Regions from separate parts of the Mus musculus genome. Here all the other regions are linked to region 3. Evidence: chromatin contacts called from public HiChIP or PLAC-seq data. All regions are on one chromosome and are shown on one strand. Each heading gives the region's core, a stretch centred on a gene start, on an enhancer-like site or on the middle of the called end of the contact. The rest is flanking DNA. Distances are from core to core; before and after follow the strand shown.

What was found. HiChIP or PLAC-seq counts read pairs in DNA pulled down with a chosen protein or histone mark.
Region 1: a contact with region 3 is called in a BATF HiChIP or PLAC-seq map of CD8 T cells, with 9 read pairs. The contact joins two enhancer-like sites. A contact is called at or near these places in 1 of 39 promoter capture datasets (the 3T3-L1 cell line), 1 of 15 datasets of contacts at CTCF or cohesin (the NIH/3T3 cell line), 1 of 484 Hi-C or Micro-C datasets (nephron progenitors) and 1 of 115 datasets of contacts at active chromatin or transcription factors (CD8 T cells).
Region 2: a contact with region 3 is called in a CTCF HiChIP or PLAC-seq map of CD8 T cells, with 5 read pairs. The contact joins two enhancer-like sites. A contact is called at or near these places in 2 of 15 datasets of contacts at CTCF or cohesin (CD8 T cells and large pre-B cells), 7 of 484 Hi-C or Micro-C datasets (adipose-derived mesenchymal stem cells, bone marrow-derived macrophages, cerebral cortex and 4 more) and 1 of 115 datasets of contacts at active chromatin or transcription factors (double positive thymocytes).

What each region holds. Positions count from the first base shown.
Region 1 is chr7:58,391,254-58,395,066 of GRCm38.p6, reverse strand. No RefSeq gene overlaps it. Among named protein-coding and RNA genes, the nearest start is that of n-TEttc7, 6.2 kb to the left of the region's middle. Within about 2 kb of position 2,071, at least 25 of the 459 cell types and tissues checked have an H3K27ac peak or open chromatin away from gene starts, as enhancers often do. A contact at or near this core is called in CD8 T cells, where this site is marked.
Region 2 is chr7:58,796,211-58,799,722 of GRCm38.p6, reverse strand. Atp10a (ATPase, class V, type 10A) reads right to left here. Exons shown (of 21, transcript NM_009728.2): 10 at 1,823-2,423. Among named protein-coding and RNA genes, the nearest start is that of Gm39019, 67 kb to the right of the region's middle. Within about 2 kb of position 2,077, at least 10 of the 459 cell types and tissues checked have an H3K27ac peak or open chromatin away from gene starts, as enhancers often do. A contact at or near this core is called in CD8 T cells, where this site is marked.
Region 3 is chr7:58,582,225-58,585,949 of GRCm38.p6, reverse strand. No RefSeq gene overlaps it. Among named protein-coding and RNA genes, the nearest start is that of Atp10a, 74 kb to the left of the region's middle. Within about 2 kb of position 1,494, at least 19 of the 459 cell types and tissues checked have an H3K27ac peak or open chromatin away from gene starts, as enhancers often do. A contact at or near this core is called in CD8 T cells, where this site is marked.

The sequences.
Region 1 (3,813 bases), core at 822-3,321, 190 kb after region 3:
AGTCATTTCCTGAAGCTGTGTTTTGACTTGTACTCTTTATTCTTTCTTGTAGAACTGTTAGGGTTTCAGGTATAACACTGATATCTCTAATCCATTTGCTATTTATTTATGTACAGCATTAGAGAGAAGAATCATGATTAATTTTTCTACTTGTATATATCCAGTTTTACTGGCACCATTTTTAAAAGATCCTTTCTTTTTCTCCATTGTGTATTTTCAACATCTTTGTCTAAAAACAGGTGACTGTAGGTATCGGATCTTATATCAGAGCCCTTGGTTCTATCTCATTAAACTATCTATCTGTTTTTGTGTCAGTACCATACTGTTTATACTTTTTTATAAAATCACAGAACTATTAGAACATGGCCTTGGGACTTGGAAAGGGTCAGAAGAAATGAGGTTCCCAGAAGCTGAAAGTCACTTGTGGGATTCAACCTGGGGCTGTAGGGCAAGAGCTCTAAGCTCTTGTTCCAGCAGCTCTCTCAGTTCCATGGCCCTTGTTTGGTACATGCCCTCCTTAGGGTATTCCCAAGTTGTTGTAAAGCTGCCTGACTTGTCTCAGGTCTTCCGTCTAATGATTTTGTTAGTCCATGTTCAGCACCTTTAGTAGTTGTTAATCACATACTGGATAGTAACTTCTGGCATTCTAAATGTGGTCTGTGTCCTCAGCCTTTTTCCTTTTCAGTCTGATTCTCTAGGGAGTCTCCTAGCATGACCTTTTGCTTAAAACCTTCCATTCTTGAAGGAGAATCAGTCTTCTGCAGTGAAGAGCTTCCTGGTGGCTTATCTAATCTCATGTGGTTAGTCCTAAATATGTATCCGTAAAGAAACACTAAATGGATGCCATGAGATATGACTTACATTTGTATAAGCACAGACCAAAACAAGTCCATTTGTCACTCACAAAACACCACGTGTCCTTTCCTTGGCTAAGATTAGCAACTACAAATCCTTGTCAGTTTACATCACGTGGGTCTCTAGTTTGTTTGATTTTCCTATAAACTAAATTATTTGAAACCCTCCATTGTAGAATGTCCTCCACTCTCAAGTGGTATCAGAAGACAGCAGTCTTCTGCTTCTTTAGGTTTTTCCTTAACTTACCCAATCAGAAGCTGAATCATGTAGCTCATTTCTAGCCCTGCTAGCTAACACCCCCCACCCCCGTTTCTATATTGTATACACTCCCTTCACTGTACCTAGTCATCAACCTTTGTTAAAGCAAGTGTGACCTGCTGGTCCTTCATTAAATCACAGTGGCATAACACAGCCGAGGCAGCCTCAGTGCTGCACTGCTCTTACCTAAGCAGGTCTCCAATATTTCATAGGAAGCTTTTAGTATTGGGTTTATTTTGTTTTCTTGTGTGTTAGGATGTAGGAAAAATTTAAATTATACTTATTTATTTGCTTACTTGGGCTTTTTGTTTGTTTATTGATTTATTGTTGGGAAGGAGACTGGGAAGCATGCTAGTACCATTGCACCTATGAGGAAGTCAGAAGACAAGCCTCTGAAGTTGGTACTATCATTCCATCAGAAGAGTCCAGGGGACCAAACTCAGGTCATGTGCCTTGCCACCAAGCACCTTTACCCTCTAAGGCATTTAACTGACTAGTAATTTTTACTTACTCATCCTTAGTTGTATTTTTTCTGTCTCAGCATTGCATTCTAGCATGTAACATGTGGTAGTCTAATACCCTTTTTCCAGCATGTGTATCTTGGACCCACGATGGAGATGCTTCATCTGTACACTTACAAGTACTGAGAGAGTAAAATTTTTCCTAAGTAGGATCCTGAGGAGTAGGTTAGCCTAGGATCATCTCAAATCTTTAGCCTTTTTTTTTTTGTATGCCTGAAGTTTGTGCTTTTTGGAACTTTGTTAGAAAGCTTCTAATTACAAAAGCTTAACTTTACCAACTTCCTAAGATTAAGAGCACACAGGAACCACTACTGCAGACACACAGTATTCTTGGTATAATTGTACCTGCCCCATACTCAGATTCTGGTTCATGTTTTGTCTGCCCAACTCTAACTCTCACTCTGGGCGCATCTTTTTGTCATAGTTTCACTAAGATGACTCAAACCACAGTGCCAACCTCAAGAAACCGTTGGCATACACAAAGTATTCATCTGAGAAGCACTTCAGAATAGGAAGAAAGCCTTGGCTGATAGGAAAAAGTGGCTCCCACACAGGTCCTTCTGAAACAGCTAAGCTGATGAAAACTGTGGAAGATGACCCACTATGAAACATGTTTAAAAAACAAATATTTCTGAAGACTCACTATGTCTTTGCTGACAACTGTAAGCCTTTTATTCCAGACATGACTGTAAATAATATATTGTCCAATGAGTCTCTGCTCTGGATTTACATTGTGCAAATCTAGACACTGAATTGAAAAAAAAAACTTTACAAGAGATTTGCTTAAAAGAGAGCTGGCTGAGTTTCACAAGGGAGGCATTTCTCCTCTCATCTTAGTCTTGTGGGCGTTTTGATCTTATGTCTTGATGCTCTCAGAACCCCCATTCTGTCAAAACAGGCTTTCAGAAGCTCTTTGCTGAAGCCATATAAATGACTTTCCTCTTTCTTTCAGAAGAAAGATACATTTTTATTTTTAATTATGGTGCTGGGGATCACTCCAAGGGTGTGGGGAAGATAAGTACTCCAGCACGCAGACACATCTTCACTGACTCTCGGTGCCTTTCTGAAGGCTATTTCTCATCTTTCTTCTCCCTTATGAGAAACTTGATACTGTAACTTGCCAAAAGCGATTCATTTCTTCTCAGTACACTCTAAGAGCTTTAATACAGCTATATTGTATACAAACATGTCTTAAGAAAAGAAGAATAAAAGTTTTCATATTATCTTCTCCCATGTACAAAGTCCATAGGCATTATGATAATAGAAATTACTACCGAGAGACAATAAGAGAATATTCACCAGGTAGTGGTGATGCACGCCTTTAATCCCAGCACTGGGGAGACAGAGGCAGCCAGATTTCTGAGTTGGAGGTCAGCTTGGTCTACAGAGTGAGTTCCAGGACAGTCAGGGCTACACAGAGAAACCCTGTCTCAAAAAACAACACCAAAAAAAAAAAAAAAAAAAAAAAGAAAGAAAGAAAGAAAGAAAGAAAAAGAAAAGAAAGGAAAGGAAAAGAAAAGAAAGACAAGAATATTCACTCTTAAAGAAAAACTTTGAGTCTGGAGAGATAGTTCAGAGGTTAAAACACTGGCTGCTCTTCCAGAAGGCTTAGGTTCAAATCCTAGTACGCACACGACAGCAAATAACTGTACTTCCCAAGAATGCCATGCCCTCTTCTGGACTCCAAGCACACCATAAGATTCACAGACACACATACTATTTTTGTGACTTACTCAAAGTTTAAAGTTTCATGTGTGAATTATTATTCAGTTGCACACAATGGCTTATCTCACCCCAATTTATCTTCCTTTGCCTTTGGTTTTCCCTCTTTTTCCTCCTGATTCTTTCTTAAGGTTTGATATTGTGAAATTAAGACTCACTAATTTCAGAGGAGAGAGGCTGGAGGTTAAATATTATCGCCCAAAGCTGGCGATTCCTTCAACCATGCATATGTAGTCAAGTCTCCACAAGAATCCACTAGATATGACCATGCAGCTCAGTGGTAGAATGTGCAGTATGCACAAGGCCCCTGATTTTATCCCCATCACTGTAGAGAAAAAGAAAAAGAAAACCAAAACAGCATCACCCTCCATCCCCCCTCACACCACCAATAAAAACCCCAAAGTAAAGGGTTTACCACTTTTCTATTATCTCTTTCTATGCACCCTCTGCAGCATCC
Region 2 (3,512 bases), core at 828-3,327, 210 kb before region 3:
GCTGGTGGTACCCCAGAGGGGCTTCCCGTTCTCTGAGGAGAAGAGGAAGGGGTAGTTGGGGAAGGGGCTGTGATGGTGGGATAGGAGAAGAGGAGGACTGCAACTGGCATGTAAAGTGAATAAACAAACTAATGAATGAATGAATGAAAAAGAATAAAACGTGAAACAGTGGTGATGAAGTGTGGGTCCTTCAAAGCCCATGTATTAAAGGTTTGGTCCCACTGTTTTGGAGCAGGGTGAATGATGCCCACAACCTGAAGCTTGGTGGAAGTTCATTAGATCACCAGGAGTATGCTTTCAAAGGGGGTAAATAGTACCTGGACTGCACCCCCTTCCACTTTTGCTTCCTAGCCATGAGATAAGGAGTTTGTTCTAGTAGGTGAGCCTACAACAACAGCCTGCCTCATCACAATACTGGGATTAGTAGGGTCAAGCAACTGTGTATTAACATCTCTTAACTGTGATCCTCTCTATAGGCTGATATTTTCAGGTATTTTGTGGCAGTGATAAAAAAAGTTGACTATCAGGTGGCATTACAAGACTGAGTAGTAAGAGTTTCTTTATGGTTTATCTATACAGTTGTGATGTTCTTAAACCTCTTAAATTAGATGGCTTCCTTCAGGGAGTCTGGTTCCTCACCCAGCTACGTAGGGCTTACTGCCCCCTACAGCTAGCATAGGATGTGATGGGCTTCTTCAGCTGTCCTCTTCCCCACTGTACATGCCAGTGACTTCATTCTTTGAGAAGTTCATGCATGCATACAGTGCATCCTGATTACTGTCCCCCTGCCTCTCTAATCTCCCTCCTACTCGCACCACATGCCTTCCACATACAGTCCTTTTTCTACAGTACCTTTCCTTTTTCTTGTGAGAGAGGCTGAAGCCTCTACCGTCTATCATTCTGCCTTGAAGTACTGCCAGTAGAAGGAAATCTGCTCAGACAGCTACCTTCTCTGTGCTTTCTTTCATGTAGGTGTAAACAAGCATCAAGAATAAAAATGAAGGTTATCTTGGAATGGAAAAAAAAATCAACCCATTAATAGGGCTCTGTTATGAGCATCAAGAACTCCATATACAGTCTCACAACAGGTGATACCCAATGTGATTCCAGATATGGAAGCCAGAAAGATTGTAGGGGTCAAGCATCAAAGCCCTGGGCTGGATCCTTTTGGGCTACTATCAGCATTCTGCATCCACCTTCATCCTCACTCCTTTGTTCTCACTACAGTGTTGACAGAGAAAAAGCCAAGTTCACTTTACAATGTGGCCTTTGCTTTCCTTCTGCAGGTCAGGAGGGGATTTCTAGCTGCACAGAGTTACAACCTTTTTGATGGTTAATCACACTGTGGTTTTACAAACCACAATTTACCCCAAAAGTAATGGAAAGAGGGGTCCTTAGCCCATTGAAAGCAGAATAAAGATGTTGGGAGGCCCACTTCCTATGACACCAATCTACTCTTACATAGCCCACAAACAAGCTAAAGATTGTGGCCTAGAACTCAAAGCTGCCCTAAGTCTACAGCAGAAAGGAAATTTCCAGAACATTCGATCTAAAGGCTCTCCAGTTTTCATTGCTTATAATTTAAGTGGGATGCTTTCCAAGAAATCTCTAACTCCACTATGCTTAAAGGGCAGAAGAAAGTGAGGTCAAGATGCCAAAGCCCCCTAAATTCATGCCACTGGGCACTAAGAATGCTGGGATTCTCTCAAAGGGTCTGTGCTACAGGCAGGATTAATGAAAATCCCTTGACTCAGCTGGGTAGAGTTTCTCAAAATGCCCTGCCTGGCTCTAGGGTGCAATGTAAGAAGAGGAGGCTAATTACCTGAGGAACAGGGCAGCAGAAGATCCATGACCACCGAATCGGCCCCCTTGGTGTATACATTGATCTCGTCAGTCAGCGGGTGGCGGATCACCACTGACATCCTCTTGCGGATGGAGTCGAAGCCAAGTGTGTGCAGCAGCTCGAAGGTGAGCCTGCCTAGGTGTGGCAACTCCACAGACACCTGGTCGTGAAGCCGGTCCACCAGGGCACAGTTATAGGCTCTGGCTGCATACACCAGTGCAGCCTCATCTGGGCTCTCAGCCTCATATCGCAGCTCCCCCTCCTGCTGCTCCCTCTGCTCCCCTGGACACTTCTGGTCTGTAGTACACTCTGAGGCCCAGCTTTCCTCCTGGCCTGCCTGGCTGGCATAGCCATTGCTGGCAATGGACGGTGCTGTTTGACCCAGCTTCTCCTCCAGCCCAAGAAGCATGCTGTCCTGAGACAGGCTGGGCAGAAAAGCTGATCCAGATTTGTGGCTGGATTTACTGGTGCTCAGGTTCCCGATACTGCTGCAGCCAGAAGCCAGGCGGCTGGGCGTGAACCTCCGAAGGAAATCTTCTATGGTCTTTACTGGGGACTTCAGCTCAAACCTCACCCTCACCTGTAATGGAAGCAGTCCAAAGGCAGATGAGAAAAATCCCAACTATCCCTCACTCTTCATAAGTACCTCAGGGGAGCAAGTGGTTCGCTGACGTTCAGGACAAACTGAGCCTGTCTCTTCCACCTACTCCACAATGGAAAAGCCACTTAAGGACTAGAATAGTGGATCAAACCTGCAATCTCAGTACTCAGGAGGCTGAGACAGGAGGAGCACAGATTCTAATCCAATTGTGTCTACTTATGAGACTAGTTTACATATTCTTTTGACTTATATCACTAAAATGCTTATATACCAGTCAACATGTCTAAACCCCCAAAAACCTTTCTCAGCAAATTAATAAACAGACTGATCCGTAATCCAAATTACTAAAATCTTTTTAACAAGCATCTGAAAAGAAAAAGGAGGCACACACAGAATATTGTTAGAGGTTTAAAAGGTTAACAGGAGAGCAATGAAGCCACTCTTTACTTAATGAGAATATACTGAAACAAGAGAAACCTGAAATGTAAGGATGCGCTCCAGTCAGCCCCAATCCCAGCATGGAGGGGACAGGGCATGACATCTCACCCCTAGCTAAAGAGCTGTTGGCAATTGATAGCTTCCCAGAGATTGGAGGGAAAGCTAGTTTTAAAGGTGTGGCCCATGCTAAGTCGACCAAGCTCCAGCGATGGCCATACCTCCATGAGTATATGGACAGCACAAATTATTTGAGCAGTTTAAAAAAAAATGGAGTGGGGGAAAGACAGACAAAATTTGAGTGGGTAGGGTAGCTCCTAAGAGGAGCTGGGGAACAGGATGAAATGACAAATAATACACTGTAAGGAATGGTAATAGTAGTAGTAGTAGTAGTAGTGATAGAGACAAAAAAGATGGGAGAAAAAGCAAATGTTAAAACAACCCAAATCTGAAATGTACAGATTTTTAAAACTTTATACCTGATCTTTTGGGACCAAAGTTGTAGATTACCATAGTAGTTTCCGGCTAATCCAGGCATTAGGACAAGTGAGACACAGGCCTAAATTATGACAAAAGCATTTTTCCTTTGGACCTATAGTGCCTCTCTTTTTATTTGCTTCTTTTGGTTCTGAG
Region 3 (3,725 bases), core at 245-2,744:
GATTAAATATTAGCCTAACCTTCAAAGGATAAAAATAGCTTTCCTTGAACATTCTTGGAGTGTTTCAGGGTTCTGGAGAATTTCAGTTCTTAAAATAACACTTGCCTTGCCCATTTGATCACAGTGGTGCCTGCATGCTGTGGAGAATGGAAGGGAGGAGAAGGAGCCCCCAGAGTTGCCTTTTTGTCTCTACTCTCCTGAAGGGTGTGGCTGTGCTTTTCCCACAGGGACTGCCAAACTGAAACATACTTTGCTCCACCCCCAGAGGAAAGTACTCAAGCTCTGTTATAGAACACTCTTGTTTCTTGGTCTGAAAGAGGGAACTGTCCTGTGTACAGCAGGGGATGTCACATACATGAAATCCAGATTGCTCACTCTCAAGCTGTGGCAAATCCTAGTGCTTGGACCATTGCCACCTAGCTCCTGGGCTTCTTGATCCTGCCTCTGGGCTGTCTTTGAGAATTTATAAGCCCTAAATTTCACATAACTGAGAAGTTCCCAAAACGATTGCTGTTACCTCTTCCTTTCACCCTTTGGCACAACATTAGGTAAGCGCTCCCATGTAGTTTAGTCTTTGGGACAGTAGTTCAAGTGTTCTGAGATTCTCTTTAAAGCCACTGCTAGTAGGACTAGGATTGCAGCTCACTGGTAAAACATATGTGCTTGGCATATACAAGACCCTGGGCTCAATCCCCAGAATCCACCAATAAAATGGCAAAGTCAATATTTCCCCTAGTCATTTCATAGTAATTGACACACTTGAGAAATCACAGGCACCAGTGCAGCCTGCCCCTTCATGGACATGCAGCTCAGATGCCTTCTCTGTGATGCTTGGGAGGTGATGTTCTCCTTGTACCTCTGCCCTCATCTATTTCTTGCAGTTCCTGCTCAACTGCTCCCCAGGTCTCAGTCTATGTACAAAGAAAGCTACCTGTAGGGAATGAAGCCAGCATTGTTATTTAACCAGGTAGAAGATGCCTCAACTCACTGCTTCATTTGGAAGAGGATAAAGTGGTACATGCATGACATGTGGTGCTATGTCATCACTGCACAAGGATGGCACACTTCCAGACAGCCTAGGGAATCTGTGGATCACAGTCCCCAGTACCTATACCCCAGGCTCTAGACCCTAAGATCATCTTCCTATGGGGGAATATGTTCTTCAGATGCAGTACCTCTGTCAAGCTCATTGTTAACTCTTCTCTACAAAACTGCTTCTCTCCAGAACAATTTCAATTTGAGTCTTTCTTTCAAATCCTCTTGATGCACCCTGCTGCATTCCTGGTACCTGTGCTACCTTAAGATGGAGGCTAATTCACCACCTTCCTCCAAGCCTGGAGAAGACCCAAGAGGATCCTGACTTCAGGTGAAAACCTCTGAAGAAGCAGCACATGACTCAGAAGCATCTTGCTAATGCTTAATACAGGATGATAGGTTAAAGTGAACCGGTATTTTTCCTTCGCCCCTCCCCAAGGCAAAAAGTGTAGAGGCAAGGCATGCACTGTAGACAATGGCACCATCTAGTGGTGAGCAGCCCACACCACTGATGACAGAACCCTCTGTGAGGAAAAGTCAAGCAATTAAAGTGGCTTGATCTGCTGCAACCCTATAGGTGGAACAACATTATGAACTAACCAGTACCCCCGGAGCTCTTGTCTTTAGCTGCATATGTATCAAAAGATGGCCTAGTCGGCCATCACTGCAAAGAGAGGCCCATTGGACATGCAAACTTTATATGCCCCAGTACAGGGGAACACCAGGGCCAAAAAGTGGGTAGGGGAGTGGGGGGGAGTGTATGGGGGACTTTTGGGATAGCATTGGAAATGTAAATGAGGAAAATACCTAATATATATATATATATATATATATATATATATATATATATATATATATATATATATAAAGTGGCTTGATCTGACATTGACTTGCGTTTCATCTGGATCCTTCTCGTAGGCCTTAAATAAAAGTGCGACTTTTTCTTTTAAATAAAAAACATTTAGTTCTATTTTACTATGTTCTCTGAGAAGTGTCACACTAAAAGAGGAAAGCATGCTTTTCTAAGCTAAAACTGTCCTTTTGAAGCTACTGCTAAGATGGCAGCAGGGCCAACACACTGTTCCTGACTGTCTTGGCAAAATTCTTGTAACAAATACCTCCTGCCTCTGAAGCAAGGTCTTGTTGTATAGCTCAGGCTGGCTTGGAATTTGTTTTGTGCCTAGGCCGACTTGGTTTTGAAATTCTCCTGCTTCAGCTTCTTGAGTGTTATGCCTCACCATACCTAGCTTGTAAATTTGTATTGGTAGAAAGGTATATGAGGAGTGAGCATGTACTGTCTAAATCTAATAGTTTGCCATCAAATACTTGGGCCATTATAGAAGGAGGCGGTTGGGGTGGACCAATTGGAGTTCTTACAATCCCAGGGAACCATAGGCATGAGAAACAACACACTGGCTTTCCAGCCTGAGAGTCATATGGAGGGGGAAGAGAGCCTCAGAGAAGCAGTCCGAATACTTACAGTGCACTCAGCCTACAAGCATTTCCTCATCCCTTGGACTCCCGCCTCTGACCTGCAAGGATTCTGATGTGGATGTAGAAACAAATTAAATTTCACATAGAATATCTAGTAGAGTAGACCTGATTTCTTCATTTGCTCATTTTGCTACAGACGCTGGTTGTGCACAGCCTAGGATGGCCTCATGCTCACAAGCCTCTTAACTGCTGAGATTATAGGTGTGCACCCCTACCTTCTGTTGGAATTATATTTATTTCTAACAGCAGCACACCTTCTGCTGAAGGAGTCTTCTCTGGGTCAGCATTTACAGTGGATTTAGAAGAGGTAGGAGAGTTCTGTGTTAGCTCTGGAAGTTCTGGAAGAGGCCAGACTGTTGTTACAGCTCCTAAAGAACGCCGCTGGCATTCTGAATGTATGTTCACATGCCTTCCGGCAACATTTCCCTTGATAACTTGTGACTTTTCCATGAACAGTTTTGTTATCATAAAAATAAACTTAACTTGACACCATCCAAAAAGAATAATGCAATGTTCTGTGCTACAGTAAGAAGCTGTCTGCAGACTGTGTCTTATTCTCTGTTCTAAGAGAGCCTTCATCAAGATACATTTGGAGTGTGTGTTTGTGTGTGTGTGTAACTAATAGTGATATGGAGGAACCAGCATATAGAAATTTAAAAATAAATTGGACTGTTACACAGGGTTGATCTTTATTCATTAATGCCCAAACTCTATCTCTTGAGTCCCCTTTGTTTTCTATAATAATGTCAGAATCGGCATGTATGTATTTCATCTGATGAGTTTATTGAGCAATATATTTTAGTGGCAAACACTGAGTTTTACAGAGATTGAGAATATTTTGTCAAGTTTTCCTGGGGATTAAGAACATTTAGCAATGAAATTATAAAGCCTTTATCTATTAAAGAGTTTTAATTTCCCAAGAGGCCTTGGTCTCGTCCTTCATTTTTCTTAAGGCCATAAAGTTCTGTTTGAAACGGCTTCTATATAGATAGGCAAGTCAGATGGTGCATGAAGCCTACAGCCACTCAGTCCTCACAGCCAGTGACATTCACCAGAGGCACCAGTGCCCAGTCCAAGAGGGCCTTCTTGCCAGCACAGCAGTGTTGTCATTAGCAAACATTTCTTATGTAAGATTCCTCAGGTGTCCACGAATCTCCAGTTTAATAAAATATATAATATCACAAAGCATCATTAAG